2 separate regions of the Ovis aries genome follow, and region 1 is linked to region 2. The links are chromatin contacts, called in public Hi-C maps. All regions are on one chromosome and are shown on one strand. Each heading gives the region's core, a stretch centred on a gene start, on an enhancer-like site or on the middle of the called end of the contact. The rest is flanking DNA. Distances are from core to core; before and after follow the strand shown.

Region 1 (6,392 bases), core at 2,126-4,625, 370 kb after region 2:
TACTTTCTCTCCCTTCTGCATCCGGTGTAAATACTCCTCTTGTAGGGGCTACACTGGTGAATTCACTGTCAGTTTCGGAGACTACTAACAATTGCCCAGAAAGACTCCCTTTTGCTATTGATTTCAGCTGTTGTCTTCTTACTCCTGGGATATTTTTCTTATGTCGAACCACTACTTACGTCTTCCCACTAACTGGACAGGAACATGCACCCTGGTATATCTGGCCCCAGATATTTCTATTGCTCCTAACAATAAGACCCTTCCTATCCCACTAACTCATAACTGACCCAGACGGGCAATTCAATTCATTCCTCTATTAATTGGTTTAGGAATAGCCGCTGGGATTGGGACAGGGACTGCAGGACACACAACCTCTTTTAATTACTATCAAAGCCTTTCTAAAGACCTCACTGACAGCCTAGAAGAAATAGTTAACAGCCTTATCACTATCCAAAACCAGCTAGATTCCCTGGTAGCCATGGTCCTCCAAAACAGAAGAGGATTAGACCTCCTCACAGCAGAAAAACGAGGCCTATGCCTATTTTTGGACTTCCCTGGAGGCTCAGACGGTAAAGCGTCTGTCTACAATGTGGGAGACCTGGGTTCGATCCCTGAGTCGGGAAGATCCTTTGGAGAAGAAAATGGCAATCCACTCCAGTACTAATGCCTGGAAAATCCCATGGACAGAGGAGCCTAGTAGGCTATAGTCCATGGGGTCACAAAGAGTCAGACATGACTGAGTGACTTCACTCACTATGCCTATTTTTGGAGGAAGCCTGCTGTTTCTCCACCAATAAATCAGGTGTTGTAAAAGAAGCAGCAAGAAATCTGACAAACAGGGCCTCGAGAATATGCCAACACTTCAGTAATTCATGGGAAAACTGGGTAAGCAATCGGAATTGGATGCCCTGGGTCCTACCTTTTCTAGGCCCTCTCCTACTTACCCTTATTCTAACTTTCAGCCCATGTTTAATGCATCTTTTTTCAAAATTTCTTCAGGACCACTTACAAGCCTTCACCAACTATCCACGAACTACGACCCCACAGAAATCCCCTTGACCCGCATTCCAGCCTTTTCTTACCTTACCCCCAGGAAGCCCCTGTCCCTCAGGAAGCAGTTACAGATGACTGACCTTCAGCCCTTATCCTAAATCAAAAGGCTGGAATGATAGGGCCTACATGGGGTCTCATTGATAAGATGGCTCTTTATGTCGACCTTGCAAACAAAGGATAAAATCACAGTGATCTGTGGGACTAACCAAACTGCCCAAATGGCATCCCGTTATCTCACTGGCGCTTATCTTCTCAAAGCTGCAAGACCACCAGATTCCAGACCTCCGGCTACGTGACCATCCCTCAGACTTTTTCATTGGTGGGGTATAAGGACTCTGTCAGAAAGGGAGAATGCTGGTTTTCCTTAAGTGCCAGTCACCCTCTCTTTTCCTGCTAATAAATTTCCTTTTCTTGCCTGACTGCCCAACTCGCTCTCTTTTTCTCTGCACTTGCCTTACAAATCTTCTATCAGCAATAGGACATAACCAGGTACACATATCATCACTGTATTAAAGTGTAATACATGAAACAAAATAGGAACAGCAGGTGGTATAATATTAAGTACATATTTCACACTTAGAGGTCTGGGTCGCTTTCTCAATCCTTACTTAATAAGACTTATTTTCATCAGCCCCTAGACCAAGAACTACTAAAACTGGAAACTTGAAAATTGTCCCATATAATTTATTCATTCATCAGACAAATATTTAGACTGTATACTCTGGCATTACCTGACACAGCACCTGGTCACAGTGGTTAAAGACAGCGCCCTCTCTTATGGAGCCCAGAATCCATCATGAGTCGACTTCATGCTGGAAATGTATATATATTCTGTGTACATAGCAAATGTATAATGTGGGATTTCTGAACAGCACTCTGTTCATTTTATAACGTTTTGCAACCTCTTACCCACCCACTCACCCCCCAAAATACATATATATATTAAAACAAAGAGATGGATTTATAACAACCTGAAAACACAACTGTCTTCCAGTTGCTACGGCCACATTTTAAAATGAGGTGTTCTCTAAAATCACATCCAGGTACACTTTCAGTTCTCACCTACTCCTAGTCTCCTACACATTTGTTTACTACGAAGAATACCATATTGGATGGTCAATTGTGAAATAACTATGCAACCTCAACCAAAGGGCTGTTTCACTCAAGAAAATGTTTAAAGTCCATATCCAGAGGGGCACAAAAGCTATTAAACCTGGGTGTTTCCATCTGCCAAACCTGTTGCTTGGACCCTCTGGGGTTTACAGTCATCCCGAGTTACTCTAAGCATTATCAACTATGAGCAGATTAGGAAAGGTTGGGCTAGTGCGATCCGGAATCTAAGTTATTAGCATATCCCATGACCTGAAGGCTTGTGCTGGTTCCCAAGAGATCGGGCGCTGGAGTCCAAGATGGTTAAGGGCGTCACGGTCACATGAAGGGGCCCTGGCCTCAGCTATCTCATTATAGAGAAGAGCAGGAGCTGTCAGGGGCGCTCCCACACCAGTGTATGTACACCTACCAGTACAGCCTCTAATAAGAGAGCAAAAATGTAAGGAAAAAAAACAAAAACAACAAAACCTTTCACATGTAAGTCCTTTAAATATGGGGCCAGTACACTCTGCCCATAGCAAATTCTCGGGCCAAGAAAACACCCCTCTTGGACAAAGTTTTGACATCCGGGAAGAAACGGGATTAAGAATATAAAGCGCCTCTGTAAAGGGAAAAGGTTACAAGGGAGACACTAGAGGAGGAAGCCGCAGGAGGGGCAAGGACTGAGAATTCGGTGAAATTTAGGAACTCTGGGTCCCGGGAGGGGGGCTGCGTGCACAACAAGGCCTTAGGGAGAAAGTCAAATGACTCGGGGACCCTGCTGAAGGCACCTGGAGGGAAAAGGATTCCGCAGAAGGAGCGCGGATCTCCCAAACCGTCGGGAGGCGAGATCTGGACCCCAGATGCTGAAGCCGCAGCCCGGAGAGGAGCTGTCTGAGTTGGCGGCGCCCCCGAGGGAAGGGCAGGCGCTGGGCTCATCTCTGTGTCTGCAGGGAGGATGGGGAGGCAAGAGTGCAGCGCGCCGGGGCCGGGACACCGCGCGGTCTTGCCAGTCCAGGGAGCCCTGGCAAGGGCTCCCGCACCGCTACTCACCTCTCCGAACTGGAAGGCGGAGACGATGGTGACAACGACGCCCACGAAACAGACGTAGAGCCCATACCTGTGGGACAGGCAGGTATAGGTCTGTCTCTGCAAGAGCTTGAGCAGCATCACCCCGGCCGCCGCCACGCCGCGCCGCGCCCGGGGAGTCGGAGACGCCGCCGCTGCCGCCTCAAAGAGCCGCCATTCCGCGGCCCCCGCAGGGCCGCCGCGCTCAGGTCACAGCCTCCGGCCGCCGCGCATTGCCGCTCCGGGGACCGACGCCCGCTCGGCTCCACGCCGCGGCCGCCGCTTCCGGGAGCCAGGAACCCACGCCCTCCTAGCGGCGAAGGCGGTCGCGCGGCCCCCAAGGCAGCCGGCGCCGCCCCAGTCTAGCAGGGCTAGAGACGGCGGCGACGGCGGCGGCGGCGGCGGCGGCGAACGGGCCGGCAGCGCCACCTGGAGGGCGGAGGGGCGGAGGACAAGCGCGAGCCCCCGTGACTGCGCGTGCGCGGTGCGCTCTTCTGGCCTGGCAGGGATCCTTGAAACTGAGTTGTGCCGGCGACTGGACAGTGCTGTAAGGAGGCCGTGCCCCAGACAGTGCTGCACTGGCACCAGTGTTTTTATGCACAAAACCCTTCCTGCATTTACAATGATTGGCAAATCATGGTTTTTCACAACGCTAGGAGGAGACGCTGTTATGGATCTCTTTTCCCCTCCCGCTATCTAACCATATTGTTGAAAGAGGAATTTGGAGGACTTAGTTCAGTTCAGTCGCTCAGTTGTGTCCGACTCTGTGACCCCATGAACTGCAGCATGCCAGGCCTCCCTGTCCATCATCAACTCCCGGAGTCCACCCAAACCCATGTCCATCGAGTTGGTGATGCCATCCAACCATCTCATTCTCTGTCGTCCCCTTCTCCTCCTGCCCTCAATCTTTCCCAGCATCAGGGTCTTTTCCAATGAGTCAGCTCTTCACATTAGGTGGCCAAAGTATTGAAGTGTCAGCTTCAACACCAGTCCTTCCAATGAACACCTAGGACAGATCTCCTTTAGGATGGACTGGTTGGATCTCCTTGCAGTCCAAGGGACTCTCAAGAGCCTTCTCCAACACCACTAAATGCGCTAAAAATGAAATCCATTCATTCACCTATTTATTAAATATGTATTTAGTGTCCAGTGTCTGGCAGGGTGCTTGATGTCAGGTATTCCAAAATGAACTAGAGGGAATTCCCTGGCTGTCCGGTGATTAGGACTCCTTCCTTCCACTGCAGTGGCCTAGGTCTACGTCCCTGGTCGGAAAACTAAGATCTCCCAGGCCCCCTTGTTGTTGTTGTTCAGGCAGGGCCAAAAAAACAGTCGGAAATGAACTAGATCTGGCCATTGTTCCCAGAGAGAGTCTAGTTGGGAAGATAAACACAGAAACCACTAAATACTATTTAAAAAAAAAAAAAAAAAGTTGTTACAGCAGACGTTGTGCCATGTATTGGATGGGAACCCATACAAAGGAGGTCAGTTATTTCTACTTTGGCCCCAGATGATTTTTAAGAGGGCCTTCAGGTAGAAGAGGGGGTGTGGAGATTATCCATGCGTGCATGCTCAGTCGTGTCTGACTCCTTGCAACCCCACAGACTGTAACCCACCATGCTCCTCTGTCCCTGGTATTTCCCAGGCAAGAATACTGGAGTAGGTTGCCATTTCCTACTCCAGGGGATCTTCCCGACCCAGAAATTGAACCCGAGTCTCCTGTGGCTCATGCGTTGCCAGGTGGATTCTTCACCACTGAGCCACCTGGGAAGCCTGTGGACAGTGTTGCTGTTGTTCAGTCGCTCAGTCGTGTCCAGTTCTTTTCACCCCCATGGAATGCAGCACGCCAGGTTTCCCTGTCCTTCACCACCTTACGCAGTTTGCTCACTCATGTCCATTGATGCTGTGCAACCATCTCATCCTCTGTTGTCCCCTTCTCCTCCTGCCTTCAATCTTTCCCAGCATCAGGGTCTCTTCCAATGAGTCAGCTCTTTGCATCAGGTGGCCAAAGTATTGGAGCTTCAACTTCAGCATCAGTCCTTCCAATAAATATTCAGGGTTGATTTCCTTTAGGGTTGACTGGATAAAACCAGAGGACTTAAGTCTCAAGGGGTTTGCAACAACAATATTTCCTATCAGGACACACAGTTTTCTCTTTCAACATTTTATTAACACCCCTGGTGTCTCTTTTGGTGAGGTTGCAAGAAATTGAGCTTGTCTGCCGAGACAGTTCTCATCCACTATCTGCCAACCATAGGAGCACCTAGGGCCCAGCCTGGGCCTGGGCCTAGAAAGTGTGTTTCATTCAGAGAGAAAATATTAGCTGCTCTCTGGTTCGAAGAGGTGAACAACATTCTTCAATTAACTGTATCAGCGCTAAAGCCAATGATCCATCTCCATCTGTCTGTATCTTACACTATATTCTCAATGAGTTTGAAACTCAGGAGACAAGAATGCTTTAAGTGTTGGGCACCTAAACACCATCTATCTCTGAGTCACCTTTTGCTCAGTCTTGATGAAAAATGAACAACCAAAGTAAACAGTCCTGCACAATGAAGAGCCTCTTGCCCTGGGCTTGCAAACTATAAACCTCGAATATGGATATGGTGTACTTGGAAGGCATACTTTGAGCTTGATAAGAAAATGACCCTAAACAGAGAGCTTTAACTAGTTGATTTAAGCAAAGTTGAAATAACTCCTGATATGTCTATATTTAGCTTAGTCCTTGCTTTACTCAAGGTAAAAAGATAAAAATGTTAACATTATGAAATACTTGTACTTTTCAGCTTTAGGCTTGAAAAGCTTGCTTGTTGTCGGAAAACATACTTTAATTTTGTCCCCTGCTTCTTCCTTTCAAGATAAACATTGTGCGCTCATAAAACACAAGTCTATTGTAAGTGACCTCATGCCTTCCGTTTTTTTTTTTTCTGAAAAAGAAAGCCAAGACAGCTTTTATTTATTTTTGCAAAATAATAACTAAAGCAAATTATTAAGAAATTTCATTGCTTCTGATAGAATTCCAAGAGCCAAAACATAACATGGCCCACTGCTTATTTTTTTGTGAATGCAAATATATCATGTATATATAAACAAATACACATAGTTATCACATAAGTGGGGCTTCCCTGGTGGCTCAGGTGGTAAAGAATCTGCCTGCAATGCAGGAGACGTGGATTCAATCCCTG
Region 2 (6,622 bases), core at 1,858-4,357:
AACAAACTCTACGAACTATTAAACTTAGTTTAAGTATACTAATGATCAGGGTAAAAAAATGAAAATAGTATAAGTAACAGAACAGTCTTCTTATGTAGTAAATTAGTACTACTAAAGAATATTTTTCTAAGATATCAATTGATTTAAAGGTGTCACTTCTCTTGATATTTTTAAGTTCCAGATTAATTCAACACTCAGTTTCTTCAACTCAGATCTTTAAAAATAATCAATAGGATTACTAAAAAAAAAAACAAAAACCTAATCTTAATCAAATAATAACAAGTACAGAAAAAAAAAAACACTGCACATGTAATAGTATAACTTAGTATCGACATACTGATAATTCTTTACTCAGATTTACGAATTATTTTATATACTTGATTCATTTTCCCTATTCATTGGCTTTATTTTCAAAGCGAATGAATATTTATTATCTTCATTTTATCAATAAAGATACTGGCTCTCAATGATATTATGTGGCTTAACTCTACCCAACTTTTAAAACAGCTCTAAACAGCAGAACCCAGCCATGGACAGGGGTTCATAAATTACACCAAGCTGTCCATAAATATATGAAAAAAAAGTTATCAATATTATGCTCATAGAAGTCTATAAATCTTATTAATTACATTACATATGTATTCAGAAATAGAGTTTTTTTCAATGGAAAACAAAAGTCCCTATCCTATAATTAATCATACCAACACTTACTAGGAATAGTAGTCACGACTTCTCCAACCTGTAATCTGTACAAAATTGTAGTTTTTCCTGCTCCATCTAATCCCAAAATTAAAATCCTCATTTCCCGAGTTCCAAACAGACTGGAAAAAATGCTTGAGAAAAAGCCACCTTAGAAAATAACAAAAATGTATTTCAATATTATTTCAAGAACTAGATCCACAAAACATTTAATCTTGTTCTTTAAAAGCTATACTAAATTCAATAACATTGTAGTATTTTCCTCCATTCATAGGAACACTGCTTCCAATGAAATACATCATTTAACATCAAACTAGTAATTACTGATTGTTACAATGTCCTGGATACTATGTTAGGCAGGCTCAGAAGATATAGGCAAAAAATAAGAGAAATATGACTCCCCTCATGTAGCTCACTTTCTAAACTAGAGAATATGGATAGCTTAACATGATATCCTCATTATCCCTAGAAATTAAAGGGCAAATTAGAATGATAGTGGGACAATGAAGTCCTTGAACATGAAAAGCAATTATTATTGTTGTACAACAGTAGTACCGTAAGTACCTTCAATCACTTAGAATTCTCCATAAGGAATGTAACTTGCAAAGAAATTGAGACAGAAGCCAAAAATAACAAAAATTATTTTTGATGAAAACATTTTAAAAATTAGTAATAAAGCTACATTCAACATATCATGAACTATTACCAGAAAGCTTCCTATACACAAGGTACTGTGTAATATAAAAGCACTTGTGAACAGAGAATAGAATGGTGGTTACCAGATGCTGGGAGAGTGGGGAAAATCAGACAGTGTTAGTCAAAGGGTATACACTTTCATTAGAAGATACGTTCTGGAGATCTAATGTACATCACGGTAACTATATTTAATTAATAACATATTGTACCCTTGAAATTTGCTAAGACAGCAGATCTCAAAGTGTTCTCATCACACACACAAAAAGGGTAACTGTAAGGTGATGGACATGTTAATCTGCTTGAATGTGGTAATTATTTCACAATGTATATATATATCAAAATATCATGCTGTACACCTTAAATATACTCAATTTTTGTCATTCATACCTCAATACAGCTGAAAAAAAGTTAAAATTTAAAATCATCCTCTGTGTCAGCAGGGCCTCCCAGTAATAGATTAAATTGTTGATGTGTGTTTAAATAAAATAACCCCTAAAATCTTAGTGACGGAGGTGGAAATTCAGAATCTTTATCATTTCTACAATCAAACAAGATGCTCTTTTAAAATAAGTTCTTTCTTTAATGATTACCCCTCCCCACCCAATAAAAGCACTCTGGCCCTTTCTTACCAAAAGACATTTGAAAAGATTAGAAAAAAGTTACACTGACAATATAAAAAACTTGACAACAGAAACGATGCTCACAAACAACACCTGGTTATTTTACAAAGAAATGACAAAATTTTAAACTACAAGTCTGGAAAAATGAATCCACCATGGGCTAGAGAACCCTGAAAGTTTGTAACATAAGCAGTGTGACTTGACAAAATCCTTTCTCACAGGTTAAAAAGAGGCAGTAGGAAAAAAACTTAAAGGGTTATGCAAAAAGACAAGGCAGTACTTCTGATGTTTCAGAGCAAGATGGAAACTCCCCAGAAAATAGCTGAGGTATTTAAATAACCCAAAGAATTTGCATCACTTGGAGAGTTGTGAACAAGTTAAAAAATCTGCACCTTCATTTGGGCTCCATTGGGGAGCGAAGCTCTATCTGATGCTTTTGACGACAATGTAGCTCTCTCAATTAGCACTCCAAAAATTGGGTTTAAAACGTCATCACTGACCAGTAATACCTTCCCTGCCCACTTCCCCCGCCACATTCCTCTTACAGAAAAAGTTACAGGCAAGCAGATAAATGCCGTGTTGGCAATAAAACATTACGAGCAACACCTTTTGGATTTTAAACTGACGCTGTCCCAGCGACCAGGGAGACAGTATCAAGCTGCCACTACAAGGTCAGAGCTCATCTTTCACCCAAGAAACCTTAGCGAACTTGCGACTGACATGTTGCCAAGTTCGCAGACCAACTCCGTCCAGCAAGCGGCACTGGGTCCGAGGAGGTAAGGGAAAAGTTCACCGACCCACGGTGACCCAACCCTGACGCCGCGGGGAGACAGGAAGCGAAGGTTCGAGGCAGAGTCCACGCACACTAGTGAAGAGCCAAGGTGACCGAAGTCCTCAGCAACCAGCTCCCTGAGACGCTGGCTGGGCTTCCCAGGCCTGCCCCTCTGTTCCTCCTCTCCCCAACCCCAGCCCCCTCGGCCTCGGCCTCTCAGTGCGCCCAGGCTCCCTTCTCAGATCTCTCACCCATGATGAACCGCCTGTCCGCCCTCGTCCACTGTCAGAGACCGGCCCCGACCTCGGCAGCGACTCCTATTCGAGTCTCGGCGCCGCCACCTCCCCTCGCCTAGGCCTGCGCTCCGGCACCGGCTCGGACTCTTGGCTCCCAGACAGTTTCTTTGGAAGCTGGGTCAGCCAGCAACTTCCACGTCGGACCTCCCGGCAGGGGCGGGAGCGAGGGCCGCCGCGACTGCGCGCTGGAAACCGAGGCCTGAGCGTCCGCGTCGTCGCTTTCGACGCAATCCCCGGAAAACGTGGTGTAGATATTGTGGGAGTCACGAGAGGAAAAAAAAGATTCAAGGACTCCGAGTTGCTCTTGCTTCTGTTTTCTTGGAAAAGAAGTGATTCCGAAGTAGAGAAATTAGAATTTTCATTTTAACTTCTGACACCAAGAAGTGACGAATCCGCCAACCAGGGATGCGCGTCGGGCCTGGATGCGGCTGTCTGACTGGGCGCGGGCGCAGGTTGCGGCGTCGCAGAAATTCCTGGTCCAGAAGCACCCTACGGAGTTTACCTGATTTTCCCCGGTTCCTTTCTCGGATCAGGAAATAGAACTACATAGTAATGATAGGAAGAGCCCTGCGCCACCATTGCGGAGCAGCCTTACAGTGAGGCGGCTATTGAGATTTTAGGCGTCGCAGTGGTCTGTAGGGTCAGCGTTAGAGCCCCTCCTTTCTTCCACCTGTACCTTTCCTGATACTAAAGTCATTACTCTAGGAAAGGTATGTATTTTTAGGGCACAGTCATTTTTCACAATGCAGTCCTTGTTAATATTTTATTATCCTGTTAATATGTTAATAACCTTGTTAATGTTGACCTGGTATTGCAGTCCCTGGTTACTACAAAGGAACATTTGAGGAAGCGGAAGTATAGTAGCACGATAGAATTAAAGCTAGATACTTAGATTGTACGTCAGTGGAATTTTATTCTTGAGACAAGCGTGTAGAGTTGACGTGACCTCTTTCAAATTTTTGTTCAGATTTTATTTAAAATTGCAACCTACCCTACATCCGCCTTATCCTGATTTTTAGTAGAACTTACCAGTTAACATAATTTACTTACTTATTATGCCTATCTGTCTACTTTCTCTCACTAGACTGTTACATCTATGAATGCAAGTATTTTTTATTTTGTTTGCTCTTTTGTTCTTATAATTGGGCACTAAACAAATAGCTGTTGAGACAATGTGTTGAATTACAAGTTTTTAAGACCAATTACATAAGCATTAGTTAACTTAAAACATATGCAACATTATTAAATTTGTTTCCTAAAATAGGCATATGTAAACCACCTGTCCTAATTTGATGAGGCCAAACCGTCTTCTAGAAAGTTATGTTTGAAGAGAAACCACCAGATGGTGGTATTGCCTCAGGCCAATTCTCAGCGGAATGAGATCAGTTGGTCTAATTGATTTAATCCCTTTCAAATGTTATGGTACAATAATAATATGTTAAATTTTAAAATGTGAACACTTTAATACAGTCCAAGCAAGGAAAACAATTCCAAAATTCTTTTGACTGTAAAGCCACAATTAGATGGAGTAAGTTTAAAATGTTAAAGCTAGAAGGAACTTCAATTCCACCTATCTCAGTCACAGATGAAGTGGAAAAGAGCTAAGCGATAGAGCTAGGACATCTACTGTGATCATTTAACTTCCAGACCTAAAGTAACTACGTTATGATGCCTTCTGTAACCGTACGTTTGGTAAATTGATTTGCAAACTACCATACTGTAGTTTTCTCTAGTTTCCGAAGTTAGAAACTTAAGATTTAAGTGGGTTCCATTGCTAGTGAAAGTTACATTCTTTGCTTAGATTTTATTCCAAGCAGAATAAATTCCAAGCAGAATGAAGCAGAACCTATGAAATATAATAAATATAAAAGTATAGTAAATATAAGCTTCAGAAGGGCTTTTCACACTGTGCATTTATAATTGTTTTTTAAACTAAGCAACATTTTGAAATCATAACTAGATGTGTGATTTTCACACATATGTGTTACATCTCAGATGTTTCTTTGCAATAATATGTACTTTGTCAGAGAATTTCTCGTTAGACTATGTGGTCTTTTTTTTAATTGAGAAATCATTCACATACAATAGTATCATTTTTTAAGTGTTCAATTCAGTGGTTTTTCATATATTCATGAAGTTTGCAGCTATTACCACTATCAAATCCCAGAATATTTTCATCACCCCAAACAGAAATTCTATACCCATTAAGCAATAACTCCCCCACTGCTCCCCCCAAGGAAACTGCCCTGGTTGCTTCCCTCAAACCAACATTTGAGGGTTCTTATTTCACCACTTCCTCACCAACACTTATTTTTTACTTTTAACTTATAGCCATCCTATAGGTATGGAATGATATCTCATGGTGGATTTGGTTTGAATTTTCCTGGTGGCTAGTGATGTTAAACATCTTTTCATGTGCTTATTGGCTATGTGTTTATCTTCTTTGGAGAGATGTCTACTCAAATCCCTTACCTATTTTTTAATGAATTATTTGTCATCTTATTGTTGAGTTGTAGAAGTTCTCTATACATTTTGGAAACTAGATCTTTATCAAATACATGATTCACAAGTACTTTCTCCAGTTCTGTGAATTGTGTTTTCCCTTTGTTGATAGTATCCTTTAATGCACAAACTTAAAATCTGATGAAGCCCTATTTATGTATTTTTATTTTTTGGCTTGCGCTCTTTGTGTCATATCTAAAAAAAATATTGCCTAATCCAGGCTCACATCGATTTACACCCATATTCTAAGAGTTTTGTAGATTTGTCTTTTACATTTATGTCTCTGATCCATTTTTAATTGTTTTTTTTGTGTGTAATTTATGAGGTAGGAGCCCAGGTTCATTTTTTTTACATGTAAATATTCAGCTGTTCCAACACCATTGTTGAAACTGATTTTTCTGTTAAATGGTCATGTCATTCACTCTGTTGAAAACCAGTTGACCATAAATGTACAGATTTGTGGACTTTTCAGTTATTTGTGGACTTTTCAGTTCTAGTACAGGGATGTTTATATCTGTTCTCATGTATTGTTCTCATACAATACCATCATGTAGCTTTGTGTTAGATTTTGAAATCAGGAAGAGTGAATTCTTTAACTTTGTCCTTTTTCAAGATTGTCTGGGCTGTTCTAGATCCCCTGCATTTCCATATGAATTTTAGGATCAGTTTGTTAATGCAAAGAAAGGCAATTAGAATTTCAGTAAGGATTGCACTGACTCTATAGGTTAATTTGAGAAATTTTGCCATCATAATAGTGAGTCTTCCCCATTCACAAACATGGGATGTTTTTCCATTTATTAGGGTCATCTTTACTTGTTTTTAGCAATATTTTGTAGTTTTCAGTGTACAGGTATTATACTACTTTGGTTAAACTTATTCCTGAATATTTTGAGCTTTTTTGAGACTAAGGGTTCTTAACTTGACATCATAGAAATCCATAGATAGACTTGTGGGAGACTGTAAACCTACTGAAATTATCTCTAGAATTTTCTCTTTCTGTATGCATGCATTTTTTCCCAGAAAGACAATCTAGCACT

What was found. A called contact is a pair of places that touch in the nucleus more often than the background predicts.
Region 1: a Hi-C map of liver shows a contact between it and region 2, with 2.5 times the contacts expected there. The contact joins the promoter of GNPTAB here to the promoter of ARL1 in region 2. A contact is called at or near these places in 6 of 16 Hi-C or Micro-C datasets (blood, hypothalamus, liver and 3 more).

Annotation. Positions count from the first base shown.
Region 1 is chr3:171,216,512-171,222,903 of ARS-UI_Ramb_v3.0, forward strand. It overlaps GNPTAB (N-acetylglucosamine-1-phosphate transferase subunits alpha and beta), which reads right to left and starts at 3,376. Exons shown (of 21, transcript XM_042247144.1): 1 at 3,263-3,376.
Region 2 is chr3:170,848,081-170,854,702 of ARS-UI_Ramb_v3.0, forward strand. It overlaps ARL1 (ADP ribosylation factor like GTPase 1), which reads right to left and starts at 3,108. Exons shown (of 6, transcript NM_001126367.3): 1 at 3,039-3,108; 2 at 712-849. The coding sequence starts at 3,042.